Regions from separate parts of the Hordeum vulgare genome. Here region 1 is linked to region 2. Evidence: chromatin contacts called from public Hi-C data. All regions are on one chromosome and are shown on one strand. The core of a region is the stretch at or near the end of the contact, and the rest is flanking DNA. Distances in the headings are between cores, read along the strand shown.

Region 1 (3,231 bases), core at 249-2,748, 270 kb after region 2:
GAGCCCCAGATTTTTGATAGGATTGTAAATCTTGAAAGCATCTTGTGCATCGACAATTAAACCTTCTAAATCACATTCTTTGTAAAGAACTCGCTAACGTCAGATATATGTTTTGTCAAGTATAATGTGTTAGTTGTAAAGCATCTTCAGAGGCATGGGTCATTTTTGTATGCTTGGGATAAAAAAAGTAAGTGTTATGTCATGAGATCCTTTTAGTGATCCAGCTTGAATACTTTATTCTTAAATTAATGATTAGGGCGACCAATGATGAGAGTGAGAAATGTCTTTTCATCTTCATTTCTAATATGACTGACGACAAACTATGTGACATAGATCATCCATGTACTCACTACAACAACACAAAACTTTAATATTATCATATTTTCTCACATTTGCTGCCCTGCCATTTTAGCTTTAAGTTTCATTTTTTTCTTTAAATATTTGTGAAAATTCCTACCAATACGTAGTAAACATAGACGGGCGCAGCAACGCGCGCCTTCAATGATCTAGTGTACTTTATACCCATCCTGAATCAATACAATACACACAATACATAGGGTTTTACCTCTTCGGCGGAGCTCGAATCTGGATAAATATCGTGCCCCTTGTTCATATTGTCACCATCTAGCTAAGATCACCAGCTCGGGACCCTCTACAAGAGATCTGTCAGATTTAGTTCCGACACCTAGTGCCACATGGCAGCCGTCCACCCTCATCTTGGGCCTTGTCAATGGTGGGGTTGTGCTAAAAAAAGACGTGAAAGGGAAGGTAGTGGCATGGAGGAGAAGGGACGAAAGAGAAATAGAAAGAGGGTATGTGTGAAGTGGAAGGAGTGCTATGCGATATGTTATACTTTTTCTGACGACAAATACAATATACTTAGTTCTAGCTGTCTCGTATTTTATCGAGAAAACGTATCTATTTCAAAAAAGAAAAGAATAAGAAGAGACAAGCATATACTTTCTCCGTTTCAAAATAACTGTCTCAAGCTTAGTACAAATTTATACTACAGCTAGTACAAAGTTGAGACATTTATTTTGAGACGGAGGGAGTAATTAATAATCACAAGTTAGCACATGGATTGGACCTTGCAACAAAAATAATTGCATCCTTAAACCAACATTATTTTCTCTTGCTATATACAGCCTGTCACTCATTTTCTTCCCAGCTACCACCAGTCTATCATATCTCTAACCACACCCTCTTCGCGATAGGTGTACGTGTGCTATTCATCTGTTGACTTCTTCTAGTTACCTACCAGTGTTCTTGGATGCTTTTGACACGGCTAGGTTTGACAAAACCAGAGGGAATCAAAGTTAACCTGGCTAAGCAATTGAATAGAGATTCGAGCTCCCAGTTTTCCCAAAAAGATGTCTGCCCTTGATCCCCAATTTCTTTTCATTTCATCAGTATAAAAGAAAAATCAGGAACTAACGTCTCCCTCTCTCTCGCTGACAATTACTCTCTCTCTCTCTCTCACCCTTTTCTCTGATTCTTTCTCTCTCCTCCGCCTTTTTTTTTTCACCAACCAAAAAAGAGAAGAGAAGGGAAGGGAAACAGAAGACCGGGTACTTGCAAGAGACCAAACAAAAGGACCCAAGAAAAAGGCCAGCAGCCAGGAAGGAGAGAGAGGGAGAGAGAGGGGGAGGGAGATCTGCGGGGCGACGCGTCGCGGTTTTCCGGCGGCAAGGTTCGATTTTGATCCCAGCCCACCCCGGATTCCCCGCCCCAGTTCATCCCTGCCCAACTCGCGCCGCTTCCACTCAAGTGCTCCAAGAAGATCCCGATTTCCGTTGCAGTTGTGGAGTCCCAGTTCCACTTGTCGTCGCCGCCGGTTTCTGCCCGCGCGCTCCCTGATTCGGAAGTTGCTGGAGCGGAGGGGGGACTTCCTCCGGCTCCCGAGTGTCTGCCTTCTGATTTGGATCTGCGGAGGGGGTGCGGATTGGCTCTCCAATTCGGGGAGCAATGAGGGCCTGATGCGGGAGAAAGTCTCGGCAAGTCGTCGTTTTGATTCTCTTGGAGTAGGGTTACCTGCCGGGATCCTTGTCCCATGGGATGCGTCAGTTCGAAGCAATTCCATGGCGGCGACGAGTGTGGCGGCGAGGGGAAGCCCCGCCGCCGCCCGTCCAGCAACTCGCTGAGGCGTCTGGTTAGTTACAACTCCAGCAAGAGGCACGAGGACTTGGAGGAGGATGAAGAAGAAGGTGGGGTTGTGGCAGCCACGTCTTCCAGCGTCGGGCACCGTGTTGCCAAAGATGCCAGCACGGCCAGGCTGATTCGGAAGCCCCCTGCGCCGGTGGTCGATGCAGTGGTGCCGCTGCCTGAGGAAGTGGCCGCAACCGCCGCTAGTGTCATCGATGTGGAGAGGGCAGTTGCTGCCCCTGTGAATCGCAGGCGTGCTCCGAATGGTGTGGCAGAGCAAGAACCAAGGAGTGGTGGCATCAGAGCTGAGGCGAAGCCAAGGATCATAGATGTGCCGAATGGAGTGGTGGCGGAGCACGTGGCGGCTGGCTGGCCGAGGTGGCTCACGGAGGTGGCAACAGAGGCGGTCCGTGGGTGGCAGCCTCGCAAGGCAGAGTCCTTCGAGAAGTTGGACAAGGTTCATCCTTACCACTAATTTATCATCTTGTTTCTCTTTGCTCAAGTCCTTCATTAGCATCTAGGATGATCTAAATTGTGTTTAGGTGTGATTTAGTGTGAATGTTCAAAGTGCTTGACCATTTTCCAATGGCATAGGACATTCTGTCAGATGCAGAAGTAGATACATCTAGATCCCATAAGTTTTGGAATATCATTATTGATGTCATGGTGCAGTTAGGGAAATAAAGCCCAACCCGTGCGCTACTACTCCTGTAAAGCAATCTGATTGATTAGAATTGAAACTACCATCGAACTGCTGATTCTGTGCTCCTACACTTTTTCTCACCCTTGCCTTTTAAATATTTCAGATAGGGCAAGGTACCTACAGCAGCGTGTACAAAGCACGTGATCTTGAGAATGGAAAAATTGTGGCACTTAAGAAAGTTCGATTTGCCAATATGGATCCTGAGAGTGTTCGATTTATGGCGAGGGAAATTCACATCTTAAGAAGACTTGATAATCCAAATGTTATTAAGCTTGAAGGTTTGGTGACATCACGCATGTCTAGTAGCTTGTATCTCGTGTTCGAATACATGGAGCATGATCTCGCGGGACTTGCTGCTACACCTGGCATAAAATTCACAGAGGCTC
Region 2 (3,148 bases), core at 145-2,644:
AAATGTTGGCTTGTGACTTGCTGGGCTTGGCTTAGCACAACACACACATCTCTCTTAATTTCACGTACTCCAGCCCTAGCATCTTTACCCTAAACCCCCAAGCCTGAACACCATGCGCTGATTATAACCCCTCGATCCACCAGCGATAGATTGAAGCACCGCTGTGGTTGTCTGACAAAGAATCAAAGGCAACCACAGGTACGCTCAGCGCAGAAAAGGGCCGGGCAACATCCAAGCATGATCGTGGCGCCGCGACGGTAGCAGTAGGATGAGGAGCGCCAAGTGACACACAACGATGACTGCATAGTGCGAGTTCTCATTTGGGATCGAGAGCAATGGTTTTGAGCCGTGTTAAGTATGTCAGCCCACAGTGACCCCTACTTACTTGACACTAACCCTTGATTGGGGTGATCAATCACAGGTCAAGGGACGTGGCGTCGACCCCTGATCCCTGTTTCTATGGGTAGGAGTACTATGATGACCAAGTTAGCACAGATTCAAGAAAAACTGTGATAAAAGCCATGCAGGGTAGAAGATACTCGGACAAGGCTTCCATTTACACAACTGTGCTTGTCAGTGGTAAATTATTTATGCTTGAACTAAAAGTACTTTTTGTGGATGTCTTTGAGTAAAATAATACGGTCATCTGGATTAAGATGGAAATCATGATATGAGAGAAACCAAGAGTTAGCAATTGTGGGGCTGTTTATTTCATCTAATGCAATTCACAAATCTGTGTTGCTATTCATACCTTGTCTTAATTATTGTGGTTAGGGTTAATAAGAAGGTAAAAGGTAAAGTATAATCTTGTGAATTTTGGCCAACAATGTTCAGGCAGTTTTGCAGTGCCTCTACCTTAAAAACTAAATCTATTGTTTTAGTTTTACTACCATGTGATTGAACCCTAAGCTTGCTAATTAATCCCGAGGAAAATCCTTCATTGCAACTGCAGCCTCCGCGGGTTCACAATTCGTCGAACACCTAGAGCGAATCGCCCAACAGCAACAAACAAGGAAGAGACATAGGGGAAGGGGGAGGGGAGGGATTGGCGCGTGGCGTGGGCGGGGCATACCCTACTGTTGCGCTGGAAGGAGTAGCGCAGCTCGGGGTCGATCTCGTCCTCCTCGAAGTCGTCGACGGCGAGGTCGAGGTCCGGGCGCTTGCTGCGTGGCATGTTCATGGTGGGGGTCTCCCCTGGGTTGCTGGTGACGGTGACCTTCCCCTCGCGGCTCATCCTGGACGCCTCGTCGTCCTCCTCCGGTTCCCCCGTCCGCCATGGCGCCGACGACAGCAGCTCCTTCCTCTTCCTCACCATCGTCCTCTCCTTTCTTGTCGCGTGTTGTCGTTCGCTTCGGGTTTGGTTTGCCGAGGAGGAAGGAAGGGGATGACGATGACGAGAGGATGAGGTAGGAAAGCTTTCCGTTGGGCTCTGGTGGGTCGGGTTAGGGAGGCTGTGGACTTTCATGGGCTGAATCACGTGCCACAATTTGGTCGGCCGAATGTCTGTGTGTGACGTCGTATAGGTCCTTTCGTTTCGAATGTTCATTGGGCCTGTGGGCCGTCATTAATCAGCTCGCGGACCTATACGATTCGAACTCGCCAGCAGCATTTCTTGAAAGCCTCCCAACTCCCGTGACCAATTGGCACACTCTCAGCGGTCGCTACGGGTAGCGTTCTGAATGTTTTTTTGGATTTTTTTTTATTTTTTCACCTATTTTTGGTTTTTTAGATTATAATTTTTCTGGGGTTTTTTGGTGTTTCGATTTCTCACCGATCTTTTTTAGCTTTTTGACAAAAAAATAAATTGCATTAAAAATATGTTTTTTTGTTTTTCTAAGAAGCACGGTTTTGTTTTCGCGAGAGGTATGGTCGTGCCTTTCAGAAAAAAGATGTATTTTTTTATTTTTTCATAAAAACACGATTTTGTTTTTGCAAGAGGCGCGGTTTTGCTTTCGCAAGAGACATTGTCGTGTCTTTCGAAAACAAACAAACACAACGCATTTTTTTTTCTGTGAGAGACATGGTTTTGCTTTCGCAAGAGGCATGGTCATGTCTCTCAGAAACGAAAAAAAAAACGTTTTTTATTTTTTCGCGAGGCACGATTTTGCTTCCGTGGGAGGCATGATTTTACTTTTGCAAGAGGCATGGTCGTGCCTCTCATAAATGAAAAACTAGTTTTTTGTTCTTTATTGTGAGAAGCACGGTTTTTTCATCCGTTTTTTTCTTATAAAAAAAGTTTTGATAAATCTATCAACATGGGATCTAGTTTTAAAGATCTCGACACGAGAAACCCAATAATGAAAACGGTTCAAAACTTGAACGCACGGTTTAAGAAATAAAACATATTGAAAATATGGATCTACAAAAAGAAAAAACTCTCGCATTGCGAAAAGCTGCACACATACAATACGACACTTGTCGCAACTTGAAAAGATGAGAGTCATCTTTAAAAGTTTGAAAGGAATGCTCCTCAATAAATGATTTCGTTTGAACTGGAGTTTTTTTATACCCCTAAAAGAACTGGAGTTTCTTTTAAACATGTATTTCATTTGATTTAAAATGGAGCATAAAGGGAATACAAACCCATGAGTCCATATATGGTATCTGCATAAATATAATGCACATAATTAATATCAACACGCACACACATAAATCGTGTCTGAGTTCACACTAATTTTTTGGACTTGTTTTGCATACACCATTAAGTGTGCTAATGGCCGACACTAAGAGATGGTTGAACGTGTATGGGTAACTCCGTGCACCCTTGCATGGTTATGGACGACTTAAAGATGTCTTGCTTATTGAACAGTTTTACTAGACAAATAAAGATTGCCAACTGCATAAGTACCTTGAGGATTCTTCTTTGAGGGTGATGCAAGGTTGTGTTATGTTTGCGGTTAGGTTAGCTGGATAGAGTTAGATGATTAGGATGTGGAGCTGCTCTCAAGTTTAAATGCTCAAGTACCTGATAAACTGTAAATTCAAAAAATTAGAAGGAAAGGACATTGTGGAAGTTGTGGCAAAAAATAAACAAAAGATGCTCCAATGATAATATTTCTAAGAGCATTTTGGAGTACTGATTTTTTTTCCACATGACTTTCATAAATGTGATTTTGTGATGAAATTTGTCAAGCATATAAAACATTTG

The links. Hi-C and Micro-C count contacts between places; a contact is called where the count stands out from the background.
Region 1: a contact with region 2 is called in a Hi-C map of leaf, with 10 times the contacts expected there. The contact joins the promoter of LOC123409033 here to the promoter of LOC123411575 in region 2. A contact is called at or near these places in 5 of 6 Hi-C or Micro-C datasets (leaf and seedling) and 1 of 1 datasets of contacts at active chromatin or transcription factors (embryo).

What each region holds. Positions count from the first base shown.
Region 1 is chr7H:431,583,834-431,587,064 of MorexV3_pseudomolecules_assembly, forward strand. LOC123409033 reads left to right here and starts at 1,499. Exons shown (of 11, transcript XM_045102030.1): 1 at 1,499-2,599; 2 at 2,949-3,231. The coding sequence starts at 2,051.
Region 2 is chr7H:431,309,122-431,312,269 of MorexV3_pseudomolecules_assembly, forward strand. It overlaps LOC123411575, which reads right to left and starts at 1,395. Exons shown (of 3, transcript XM_045104544.1): 1 at 1,073-1,395. The coding sequence starts at 1,315.